2 separate regions of the Rattus norvegicus genome follow, and region 1 is linked to region 2. Evidence: chromatin contacts called from public Hi-C data. All regions are on one chromosome and are shown on one strand. Each heading gives the region's core, a stretch centred on a gene start, on an enhancer-like site or on the middle of the called end of the contact. The rest is flanking DNA. Distances are from core to core; before and after follow the strand shown.

Region 1 (6,640 bases), core at 2,264-4,763, 350 kb after region 2:
CGCCTGTTGTTGGTCACGAATGGGTCTCGGTACCGGTGTGCGCCTGTGTTCCAGAGTCTCACTGGGTAAGCATTTCTTTGTGCCTGTCAGAGTCTGAAAGTAATAAACAGAAACAACAAAGAAACAAAACAAAAAAATCTCTTCTTTTCTTTAAGAATATTCTGAGAGTGGGGCCTGGGTGTGGTGGTGGCACATGCATGTTACCTCCATACTTGGAAGGTAGAGGAAGAAGGATCGGGAGTTCAAGACCAGCTATGCTGTGAATTCAGGAAATAGCCAGGACTTATGAGAGACCTCGGACGGACACACGCACACACACACACACACACACACACACACACACACACACACACACACACACAGAAACAACATTTTAGTTGAAAAGGATGTAAAAATTCTAGAATTAGCAAATGTCACCAGGATAGGCCTGGGTTGAACTGTTTATTCCCACCCCTCCCCCATTTCTAAGGTGGCATCTGGCCTTTGTCCTCCCCAGTCACCCTGTCACTGTCCTAGTGACCTGGACACTCATAAGGCAGGGCACTCTCCAGTGACTTCGTCTGAATCGAAGAGTCAGGCCAAATGACACTGTGAAATGTCCCCAGCCTAGAAACCCAGGGCAGACATTCCACCTGGATGTCAGGAACTAGAGGCTCTGGGTGGGTTCGAACCTCTGGACCTGCTGGCCTGGCGCCACACTCATCTACCATCATTAGCTCCAGAGATTTTTCTTAGTCAGCCATCCCACTGCTGAGAACCTGAGACTGTGCCTCTGGGCTCCTTCCAACTCCGTCCACCACTCTCACCCAGCAGCATCCCCCCTACCCCCTGCCCCAGGCCCTTCTAGAAAACAGCGAAGCATCCACTCCTGTGAGAATCCCAGGCTCGCCATGGGAAGTGGAATTTATGATACTCTCCTGGGTAAAAACAGTACTGCTCCTTTGCAGTGTTCCGTTGATATGCTCCAGCTAGAGTATACTTTGTTTGTTTGCGTTCATTTAAGGAAGCTACAGAAGACTGGGGGATTGAATCATCAATTGAAATTCTGAAAAGGTTTGGGTTTTTTTGGGTTTTTTTTGTTTTTTTTTTTATTTTTTTCGGAGCTGGGGACCGAACCCAGGGCCTTGCGCTTCCTAGGCAAGCGCTCTACCACTGAGCTAAATCCCCAACCCCAAAAGGTTTGTTTTTATGTCCACTGGTGTTCTGTCTGCATGTCTGTGTGGCGTGAGGGTGCCAGATCCTCTGGAACTCAAATTATAGTTGTGAATTGCCAATGTGGTTGCTGGGAATTGAACTCAGGACCTTGGTAGAGCAGCCAGTGCTCTTAACCGCTGAGCCATCTCTCCAGCCTGCAAGGATGTTGATAAAAGAAAGGCGGTGGGGACAAGCGGGGAGAAGGTTTCTTCTGGTGTTTGCCGCAGCCTCAGCTGGTTTACTGTGGAGCTGTTCAGCTGACCACTGCAGAAGCCAGGCCTCAGCTCCTGTCCCCTGTATGAAGACGAAGATTACAGAGTATGGGATGGTCTCCCTGAGAACCAGGTTAGGGCATTGTTATACTGTGGGGAAGAGCAGGGTACACTGACATCAGGGGAGCTCGAGGTGGTGGAAGAGAGGGACACTTGTGACAGTGCTCTGTGTCAAGTTAGGTGCTATTGTGTAAGGGGTATTAACGTGTTCTTCAAACGAGTGCTGGGCAGCTTGGGATCCTGAGGGATCGAACCCTGAATGGACAGCTCTTCCCAAAGATGGAGTCCAATAAATGCTAAGTGGAGACGTTAAAGCACTGGAATCAGATTTCATCATAAATATGCTAAGAAAGATGGGAACAAGCTGAGGGTGTGAGGCCCGAGTACCCTCAGGGCCAGCAATGTGGCTCAGCAGGGAAAGGTGCTTGCTGCCAAGCCTGATGACCTGAGTTCAAGCCCTGGAACCCCACGGGAAGAAGGGGAGATTCTGCTCCTACAAGCTGTTGTCTAACTTCCATTTGCAACCCATGGCATGTTTACAGACACACACGCACACGCACACACACACACACACACATACACACACAAATACACACACACACACACACACACACTAAAATTAAAAATTTCGGGGTTGGGGATTTAGCTCAGCGGTAGAGCACTTGCCTAGCAAGCACAAGGCCCTGGGTTCGGTCCCCAGCTCCGAAAAAAAGAAAAAAGAAAAAAAAATTAAAAATTCCAAGAATATTTACTGGAACAGACCAGAGAAAGCGCCTCTGAGTGACAGTTGGCTTCTGTGGAAAAGGGCTGTGGCTGCTTCCCTGATCATTGTCCCTCCTGAACTTGTACACTGCCAATGTTATTAACCTGTTGTCATTTTAATCTCCAGAGCCCAGGCCTGGACGTTAGTATGAACTCCTGATGGTGCAGTCTCGGGGACATCAGCCAATACCGTCAACATCAGCCCCCACCACTGATGACCTTTTGGCCCTCCAAGTGACGTTACAACCTGCATAGTCATTGCCCCATCCCAAGATGCACCTGGAGCCTTCTCTACCTCACAGCCCTGCACCCCATGTTGACTGATCATTCGAGGTCCTGATGTCCACTCAGGTCTGATGCTGCCCCGGGAGACAGTCTCCATCCCTTGTCAGTGGTTTGCCCCTGCTGACCTGTCAGGGGTTGAATGTGGAGACTAAAGGAGATCACGGTCAAGCAGAACCCACCACACTTTAACATTCAAGAGTTACTCCAACCTGACCTGTGACTTGGGACATTTCACACAAACACAACCCAAGTCCTATGCCCCATGGGGCCCCCACCCCAAATGCTAATCTTGTAAGAAAACTGAGATTAACAGCATTCCGGCAAATGAAAGGCCTGTCAGAAAGCTCCCAAGGGCGGTGCTCCAGCCAGCGCGCTCTGAGTCTCCGTCTCTCCTTGCAGCGTATTTTCTTAATAAATTGTCTCTGTCCATTCCTGTCTGGTGAATACTTTGACCCTCTGCCTTCAACCTGTCACTGCTCTTCCCAGTATGACAATAAATCAATAAATTCCAAATAAATTAATGAAGGGAACACCCAAGTGCCAGGTAAACACCGCCCTTGCGGTCGGTGCCTTCTAAAATCAGGAGTGGGAAGCTATGTATCGGGCGGAGTGTCACAAGGTCTCAGAACACCTCTCCTGAGGCAGTTAGAGCATACCAAGGAGAGGAGAGGGATGTAACATAGAAAAAAGTGGCTGGCACCACCTTGGCCAAGATCAAGGTCAATATCTGGGCAGTAAGGCTGATGTCATCTGCCCCAGTGTGGTGCCTGAGAGGGATGGGGGTCACCTCTGTCCGGTTCAGGCACACACATAACCTCACCGGAACAAGGGAAAATGCAGACAGAACACGTGCGCCTGTCTCAGAACTGCTGACCGACTCTCTGAGAGTGTTGAGGTCATGGAACATTGAGAAACGGCGTGGGTGGAGATAAAAAAGATACACAGGGTTCTGAATCAGATCCTAGGCCAGGGCAAGGACTTCAACAGAAAAAGGAGGGACTGCGGTTGGCAGTTTCAGTCGGAAGAATGGTGCCCATGGGTGCTCTTGATACTGAACCTTGCCCTTAACTGTGTAAGATTTCAACACTGTGGGATGTAAACAGAACCATGATTGGGCATTCTCAGCTATGCTGCACCCTGTCTGTCTGTCTGTCCATCTGCCTGTCTGTCTATCCATCCATCTATCTATCTATCTATCTATCTATCTATCTATCTATCTATCTACTGTTTGTTTTCTTTGGACTGGGCATCTCACTCCCAGGCTAGCCCATCTCACATCTCGGCTAGCCCAGGTTAGCCCAGTACTAACTCATTCATTATTCACTCTGTAACCCAGACTGGCTCTGAACTCTCAGTGATCCTCCTGCCTCAGCCTTCCTAGTAATGGGCTTGCAGGTATGTTCCCCCTGTGACCAGCTACAACATTCCATAAGGTTAGCACTACTTCAAAGCAAACAAACACCATGTAAAAAACAACAATTCAGGCCAATAGAAGACAGAGGGAACGAGGTTGGGGGTGGGGTATATATCTGCCACCTGCCCAGAGGCATTGGTTGCGGTAGTGGCTGTAGTCCCTGCTGATGGCTAGACAAAGTGAGGGGCTTGGAGGAGGGCACTTCAGGCTCAGGCACAGGCAGCTGAACATGAGCTAGTGACAAGTCTAGATCCGGGTGGTGACCATAGCAGGCACGACTGTCAAGGGCAGCTGAGAAACATTTAGAAGCTTTGAGTTTTGATTTTTATCTCCCTTCTTGCCTTTCCAAACACATTCCAGTACAACCCAAAATACACGGTCACTCCATGTGGCCCCATCTCCCCTTGCTGGAGGACCTGTAGGTTTTGTCATGACTCCTGAGACATCTCCTGGTCCCCTTCAGAACCGTCCCACCAGCAGAGAGAGAACAGAGGTGTTCAGAATAAAGCTCTGTCTTAAACTCAACAGGGTGACAGCAGATTAAAAACAGAAGGGAAGAAAGTCTCCGAGCTTCAGTGACATCACTCACAGAGCTCCAGCCCCAGGCCCTGTTAAGATGGGAGGGGAAGTCCCCTCAGTACTGTACCTGAGAATGTGTCACAAGGTACCATCCTAGCAGCAGGGGACTCTTTCTGGGTAGCCTTCCCCCTGGGAGAGCTCCCTCTTTGTGGGTCCAAGGCTACACTGATTTGGGGAAAAGGAGATAAACCCCAGATGCCTTTTAATGATTGTTCTAGACCCTTCCTTCCAGGCCTCGTGGCTAAGTAAGTGTTGGAAGAATCTTTAAATTCCACCAGCACTAATGAGGAGACAAAAGAACTCAGCCCCCCACTTTCTTCTCTCTTTCCTCCTTTGCTAGGATCACTGAGGAATTCAACATTGCTTTCATTTACAGCAGAAGTCTAGTCTATTAAAAACTCAGGCACCCCTTTGTGAAACTCACACTTCCCCATATCTTAGGGCCTGACAGCATTACTTCGTTGATTTAATTAAATTGGGGGGTGGGGTGATAAAAGTTGCCTTGGGTCCACTCTGGATGGGAAAGGGTTTTATGACTTGTGAAGAATGTGGCAGGAGCTGGGAAGCTGATGGCTCAGTCTGGGAAGCACTTTCCAAGCAACAGTGAGGGCCTGAGGTTGATCCTTAGCACCTGTATAAAAGCTGGGTGTTCTGGGGAGGGAGAGACAGGAGGGTCCCCAGATCTCACTAGCCAGCAGGTCTAGCCAATCAGTAAGGAAGGCTCAGGTTCAGGGAGAGACCCTGTAGAAAAAAAAAAAAAAGGGTGAGGAGTGAACACCGGACTTTGACTTCTGACCTCCACATCTACATGTAATACACGCTTGCCCATACACACACACACACACACACACACACACACACACACACACACACACACACAGAGAGAGAGAGAGAGAGAGAGAGAGAGAGAGAGAGAGAGAGAGAACAGAGATATGAAGTAGAAAGTCAGATGACTGCTTGTGTAGACGCGTCATAGATGAGCCCTTAAGACCTGGGACAACACAGGTTAAGTCAGGTTGAAATCCTTAAAGACCACATGTTAGCACCAAAAGAATTCCTCAGGAACGTGATTTCAGTTTCCCTCTGGAGATCCACCTGCTGCTGGACTCTCAAACCGTGGGTGCAGACAAGGCTCCTTCCAGGCAGGAGGGACCCACAGAGCCAGAGGCACAGTAATTGTCATAGGTTAAGGGACACATTGGGAGCCTCTCCTCTTCAAAACTCTGGCACTGGAGCTGCCATCTTGTGACCACTGTGGAGAGTGCCATTGGGGTGGCCACCAAAAAGAGACCTGGCTCACCAAGGGAGTCTGGAGGCAAGGGTTAGAAAGGCAAAGGCCTGAACAATAGTCAGTCAAGTACAGTCCAGTTGTGTCAAATACGGCAGTGAATTCTCTCAGTGGTTAGCCCAGGAGGGCTTTCTGTCACTTGCAGACACAAACCAGTTCATCTGGGAGATTGATGACACCTGCCCCCCCCCCCCATGGGGTTAAAGGTCTTTCCTGTTTCTCCTCTCGGGAAGACGCTGTGGAGGGATCCCAAGAGTCATCATCAGCGGGGAAGCCAAATACCCTGGATGCTCTGCAGCTTGGTCTTCAGACAGTGATGTCACTTCCTCTCTCTGGAGCTCAGATTCTAAACAAGGGAGATGAGCAGAGGGCTAGGGAAGCCCCAGCTCCAGGTTAACTGACTTGACTTGTAACAATGTAATTAGATGCTTCCGGGTTGTATGCTGCCCTGGTTTAACTGTGAAACTTCCTTACTGGCTCACCTACTATATATAAATACTCAATCTCAGGCTGGTGGTTCTGTTGGAAGACATTATGGAAGCTTAGGAGGTAGGGCCTCACTGGAGGAAGTAGGTGCCTGGGAGACAAGCAGACAAGCCTTGAGGGTTATAACCTGGCTCTGCTTCCAGCTTTCTCTCTGCTTCCTGACTTGCCCAGATGTGAGCAAGCTGCTGCTGCCATGCCTTCCTCTCACCCTGCTCCCCATGATGCACTGTGATCCCTTAAACTGTGAGCCAAGCCTCCTCCCCATCCCCGCCATGATGTACTGTGCTCCCTTAAACTGTGAGCCAAGACCAATCCTTGTTGAGCCATGAGCCAGGGTCAATCCTTGCTCCTTAAAGTTGC
Region 2 (6,255 bases), core at 3,391-5,890:
TTTGTCTGTCCGTGTGTGTGTGTGAGATGCTGGGGATTGAAGGCAGGGCCTTTTACTTAGTCTGTTCCTCCTCTGAGCATCGCCCCCTAGCACCCTGAGACTTTCTCAAATGCTGGGGTGCTGGGGGCAGGGCTACTGGCTTTGGTCCAAGGAGAAGACGCCTCCCTGCAGTTTCCTTCCCTGCCACTAGGGGAGGGGTGGGGTTTGCAGGGCAGGGGCGCCCAGTGCTCTTCTCCCTGCCTTCCATTCATTTTCCCAAGTTGGGAAGTCTTCTCGACTCGGAGTCTCTCGACTTACCTCAGCCATCTTTTCCTGTTCTGTATACCCTTTCCCCAACACCCTACTGTCCCTAAGGCCCAGTGGCCACCATTACAGCAGTCTGGTGAGATGGTGTTTCTTACCTCTATGAACAACAGCCAGTTTTAACAGCTGTCCCTGGCCTGTCCTGAGACAGCATTTTATTTATTTATTTATTTATTTATTTATTTATTTTTTTGGTTCTTTTTTTCGGAGCTGGGGACCGAACCCAGGGCCTTGCGCTTCCTAGGTAAGCGCTCTACCACTGAGCTAAATCCCCAACCCCTTGAGACAGCATTTTAAACATGTCCTCCTGTGGACAGACATTTAGGCCCATCCTAGTTTCTCTGTGTGACAGTGTTATCTACCTACTCCGGACTCTGTTCTGTCCTCCTCTCTGTAACGGGCCAGTCTCTCTGGCCTCCGTTTCCCCATCTCTAAAGGGGGACAACGGAACCCAGAGATCTACATGACTGAGGAGTCCCCGTGTATAGGGGGCGGCATCTCTGGGTTCATGGCAGACAGTGCTGGGGTGGTGAAGTGTTTTCTGTGCTGGTGGGATAAGGGGTTAGGCAGGGCAGGGCTAGGTGACAGGCCAGTGACTCAGCTTCTTTTTTTCTCCACAGGGCCCAGAAGACACCACGAGCCCCCCAAACCTGATAGCTTGGTCAGACCAGCCGCCCAGTCCCTACACCCCACTTCTCGAGGACTCTCTCAGCGGACAACCCGCCAGTGCCACGTCCTGAGCCCCCAGATGTCACACTGTCCACACGGCACATAGTGTGCGGAAACACTCAGGGACCAGGGACAGACCCGCTGCTGAGTAGAGCCTGTTGGGCCACAGGCGACCTCTTCTAAGTGACCTGTGAGCCAGGCTGTGGGAACTGTAGCTGCCCCTCCTGTAGGAGCTGGCGCCGCCGGGGCTCCTGACTTTCTCCGTCTTTCTCCAGCAGGCTGAAAGCCTTAGTTCCCACAGAGGACACAGATCTGTCACTCCTAGGGGCTGGGCAAACATCGGCCTCTTGCGTCACGGCTGGACAAGCAGTTCCAGATCCTGACCAGTCTGCACACACACTCTGGCGCTGTATCTGGCCCTTCTCCTACAGTCTCTGCTGTCACCTGAACACTGAATTGGCCACTGTAAGTGGCAGCGGTGGCAGGCCCCCTCAGGGTCCTTATTTTTCAGGCGTGGGGTCAAAGAGAGAGGTGTGGGCCGTCTACCCCTGGCACCTAGTATATCTCACCAGAGGGTAGGGTATACAGAGGCCCAGCGTCCCACAATCGACCCCTTTTTTTCTACTGGAAGAGAAATTTTATCGTCTTTTGAAAGAAAGTCATGACTGAAGCAATAAACCTTTTCACAAATTCAACACTGGCTTCTGTGACTGTTTTCTGGGCAGGGCTGGGGCTCCAGGATCCAGGCCACGACTGCCAACGTGTCTCCTGGTGTGAGGCCAGCACCGACCAGCCGCAAGTCATTTTTCCACCTCAAACCTAATGTACGTGGCTTGGGTGCACCAAGACAGGCCACCTCTGTCGTTCCTCTGTCCCATGGGGTCCCCTGGGCCTTCCTATAGTCAGGGTTCAAGGCCAAAGCACCCTTGTTACCCAAGTAACAAACCTGGGGAGTGTGGGGGGAAAGGGTTGGAAAGAAGGGTCTATCTAAGTTTTGTCCCAAGTTAAAGCAGGAATTCTCCCTGGTGTCCCTGTTTTAGAATAAAATCGTGTTTTACCCTCAAGGGACCCACTAGGAACTGGGCAAGAGGTTTTTACTGTGAACATTAAAAAATACATAGATGGGGCTGGAGAGATGGCTCAGCAGTTAAGAGCACTGATTGCTCTTGCAGAGGTCCTGAGTTCAAATCCCAGCAACCACATGGTGGCTCACAACCATCTGTAATAGGATCCGATGATTTTTCCAGTGTGTCTAAAGATAGCTGCAGTATACTCCCATACATAAAAAATAAATAAATCTTAAAAAAAATACATAAGACACTCTGGTTGCAATGGTCTGCACCCCCTTGCTTTCTTAGAAAAAAATTATTATTGTGTGTGGGTCCATGCCATGGCACAGATGTGTAGGTCAGAGGGTGACCTGCAAGAATTGGTTCTGTCTTCACCATGTGGATCCTGGGAGGTGAGGGGGGGGTGTTGAACTCAGTTCCTCCAGTTTGGCAGCAAGCTCCTCAACCCGCTGAGCCATCTCGCTGGCCCTGCACTTCTTCTTCAACTGGCACTGCTTACTTCCTGCCCTAGAGCCATTGAAAGTTTTCTTCTACCTCATATTATTCACTCCATTATGCTGTGGGACACAAACCTCTACGTGAAGCTAATATTTTTTTTTGTTTTGTTTTGTAAGACAGGTTCTACCTTTGTTAGGAAAAGTTGGGCTGGAACCTGTCATCCTCTTGCCTCTCTGCCCCAAATGCTGGGATGGCAGGCATACCCCCACCATATCCAGATTTCTTTTCTCCAAGACAGGGTTTCTCTCTGTAGCCCAGGCTGTCCTAGAACTCACTCCATAGACCAGGCTGGTCTCGAACTCACAGATCCACCTGCCTCTGCCTCCTAAGTGCTGGGATTAAAGGTGTGCACCAGATTTATTATTTCTATGACTGGGGATAAACAGCCTTTCTGTGCTACTCAGGTTGGTTGGGAACTTCTGGGCTCAAGGAATCTTCTGGCCTTATCCTTCTGCATGGCTGGGACCAGAGACATGCACCTCTGCCTGGGTTCCTTGTGACTTTCCTGGTCTGGTTTCTGTGCCTGCTTCTATTGCACCACAGACAGAGGGCAGGAGGACTCAGGCAGACACCCATGCTCAGGAGTCTGGAGGCTCAGGAAGGTTGGGTCAGGCTGGCTGGGGTTCTGGGGATGTTTGTCCCCTGCCCTGCAGGTGTCTGTGTCTTACATGGCTGCTTTTTTTTTTTTTTCTTTTTTCTTTTTTTCGGAGCTGAGGACCGAACCCAGGGCCTTGCGCTTGCTAGGCAAGCGCTCTGCCACTGAGCCAAATCCCCAACCCCTTTACTTGGCTTTTATAGGTGTGTGGAAACTCAACTCTGGCCTGGGACCTCCCTCCACCTTAATCTGTTACCAGCAAACAGAGCCCCATGCGGTCAGATCTCCTTTCACTGGGTAAGGGACTAAACACATTCAGCCCCTAACAGGACACCCCACTCTAGTCACTAGGTCTGGCCTCATTAGCCTGTCATGTTTTGCTGACTGTGGACATTGTCTCGGGCGGCCTTTTCTGCCACACGTAGTTTATGAAGTTTCCCTGCACACAGAATGGAAGAATCTATGTGCTTCTGTGAGTTTTAATGCATGGTCCTATCTGAGGACCCACTGCTCAAGTGTACACAGAGTAGGGACTGGAACTGGAGTTCAGTGGGCAGACTGTTCACCTAGCGGGCAAAAAGCTTTGGGATAGATCCCCGGCATCGAATGAACTGCGGGCAAAGGTGTGAGGTAGAGGCAAGAAGATCAGAAGTTCAAGGTCATTTCGAGCTACATCACAAGTTCAAGACCAGCCTGAGGCTATGTAAGAACTGGTGGAAGAAGAAAGTGGGGGAGGAGGGGGGAGGAGGAAGAGGAGGAGAAGGAGGAGGAGGAGGAGGAGGAGGAGGAGGAGGAGGTGTTGTGATGGTGTGATGGCACAATCCTTTAATCCCAGCACTCAGAAGACAGAGGATCTCTGTGAATTCGAGGCTAACTCGGTTTACACAGCAAGGTACAAGCCAGCTAGACTATGTAGTGAGATTCCCTCTTAAATAAAAACAAAACAACCCCCCCCCAAGCCAAAAGTAGTGAGGTGGTGGTAACATTCTTCTAATCCCAGAACTCCAGAGGCAGAGGCAGGTGGATCTCTTGAGTTCAAGGCCAGCCTGGTCTACAGAGTGAGTTCCAAGATGGCCGGGGTTACACAGAGAAACCCTGTCTCAAAACCAAAACAAAACAAAACAAAACAAAACAAAACAAAACAAAGCAGAGCAGAGCAAAGCAAAGCTTGAGGTTCAAGTTCCACTTCCCCAGCGCTACCTCCCCACCTCTATATACACACTGACCTTCCTCTCAGTGTGTAACATTTGGCAGCAGGCAAGCTCTGTCTGTTCCAAATATTCTCAGAAGGAACCAGGCAGCGGGGCGCCTGTCCAGTTGGCTGCGGGGACGCCTCCCCTGCAGAGCAGTACGCAGGGATCGGATGGCTGCCACCTATTGTCAGCCGTCAATCACCCGGGTATTTTTACCCTGTGGACCGGCACACCCACTGATCTCTCTCCACATTTATAGAAAGCCAGAGAATGGAAATAACCCGCTTGCAAAAGCTGGTTGCCCAATCTGCAGCCTTCTGGGAACTAGTGTGGGAAGGCTCCCCCATGGGTGTGTGTGTAGAAGAGGTCTGTGCTGTGCGGAGGCCCCAAAGCCCCAAAAGGGAACAGCCGCTTATAGCGCCCCCTGCTGGCTCCTGGAAAAGGATCCTTTTGGTTTGGGCTTGGGCGCGCGCTCTCTCTCTCCCTCCCTCTCTCTCTCTCTCTCTCTCTCTCTCTCTCTCTCTCTCTCTCTCTCTCTCTCTCTCTCTCTCTCTCTCTCTCTCTCTCTCTCTCTCTCCCTCCCTCCCTCCCTCCCTCCCTCCCTCCCTCTCTCTCAGGACTCGGACTCACATCCTTGTGTTTATTTCCACGTTATTAGCTGAGCTATCCCTCCAGCCCCTCCTCTTTTGTTTTTGTTTTTGTTGTTTGTTTTCTGTTTTGTTTTTGTTTTTTGAGACAGGATTCTTCTGTGTAGCCAGGCTGGCCTTGAAGTCAGAGATCCACCTGTGTCTGCCTCCCAAGTGCTGGGATCAAAGGCATTCGCCACACCTGGCTTCAAGAATTAAATTTTCAAAGAGGAAGAAGCCATGTGTCTGTGAGATGCTGGGCCTAGTTTGCCCAGAATTCTATGTTCATGTGACACACAGCCCTTAAACCTGCAGGCCCTTCAGTATCCAGTAGCTCCTAGTTCTCGGAGGATGCTCTGTACACTGTCACCACCTCCTATGCTACCAATGGAGGGTGTGTCACCTCGATCATCTCCTGCCTCACCCAGGCCTCACTTTCATCAGCTACCCTATCCCTAGTTCTCCTGCCTCCTATGGGAAGCCCTCCGTGCTGGTAAATTAAAGATGTCAACTTGACACAACGTAGAATCACTTGGGAAGAAAGGGTGAGGGAGAGAGAATCCCTCAGAGAGGAACTACACAGATCAAACTGGTCTCGGGGGGCCCATGTGTGAGTATTTGCCTTGATCGTTAATTAAAGTGGGAAGATTCACCCCGACTGTGGGCGGTGCCATTCCCTAGGCCGGGTCCTGACCTGTGTAAGAGTGAAGAAAATTAGCTGAGCATGAGCAAGCAGGCACCATGGGTGTGTCCCATTTCCTCTCTGCTCCTGACTGTGGATGTGATGTGACTCACTGCCTGAGTCCCTGCCTGTACCTCCCCGGAATAATAGACTTGAAACTGTAAGTGAAATGTCCCTTGTTTCTCCATGCTACTCTTGTCACAGAGATAGAAATGAAACTAGGATGCCCCCACCCGACCCGTGATAACTGCTCACTCAGTTTTTTCACCTCAGCACCCCTACAGTGCTTTTGTACCCCAGTTGATGCCAGGATGCTATGGAATCTTAACTCTGGTTGTTGGAGTACGGCCCCTGCCTCCAGCCCTGGCATTGTGATGGAAACTCTGGTATGTGACCCTGGAGCACGTCAACTTTTTCAGGAAATATCTGCCCGGAGCCCGCTGTGTGCTTGGCACCAGGGTCCTGGGGTGGGGTGCAGGTCTCCGGAGTCGCCCAACCAACACCCTTCCTCTCAGATGGTTTTGCTCTCCTGCTGCTTCTTTTAAGGGGCACGGCCGAGTCCCAGACCCGAGCAACCCCCACCCCTTTAAGACAGTGCACCCAAGAGGCAGTGACAGAA

Evidence for each region. A called contact is a pair of places that touch in the nucleus more often than the background predicts.
Region 1: a contact with region 2 is called in a Hi-C map of liver, with 5 times the contacts expected there. The contact joins two enhancer-like sites. A contact is called at or near these places in 8 of 12 Hi-C or Micro-C datasets (the Rat2 cell line, Schwann cells, frontal cortex and 4 more).

What each region holds. Positions count from the first base shown.
Region 1 is chr12:37,371,353-37,377,992 of GRCr8, forward strand. No RefSeq gene overlaps it. Among named protein-coding and RNA genes, the nearest start is that of Rpl27l5, 66 kb to the right of the region's middle. Within about 2 kb of position 3,514, at least 5 of the 93 cell types and tissues checked have an H3K27ac peak or open chromatin away from gene starts, as enhancers often do. A contact at or near this core is called in liver, where this site is marked.
Region 2 is chr12:37,022,316-37,028,570 of GRCr8, forward strand. Scarb1 (scavenger receptor class B, member 1) reads left to right here. Exons shown (of 13, transcript NM_031541.2): 13 at 924-1,667. Among named protein-coding and RNA genes, the nearest start is that of Scarb1, 68 kb to the left of the region's middle. Within about 2 kb of position 4,641, at least 35 of the 93 cell types and tissues checked have an H3K27ac peak or open chromatin away from gene starts, as enhancers often do. A contact at or near this core is called in liver, where this site is marked.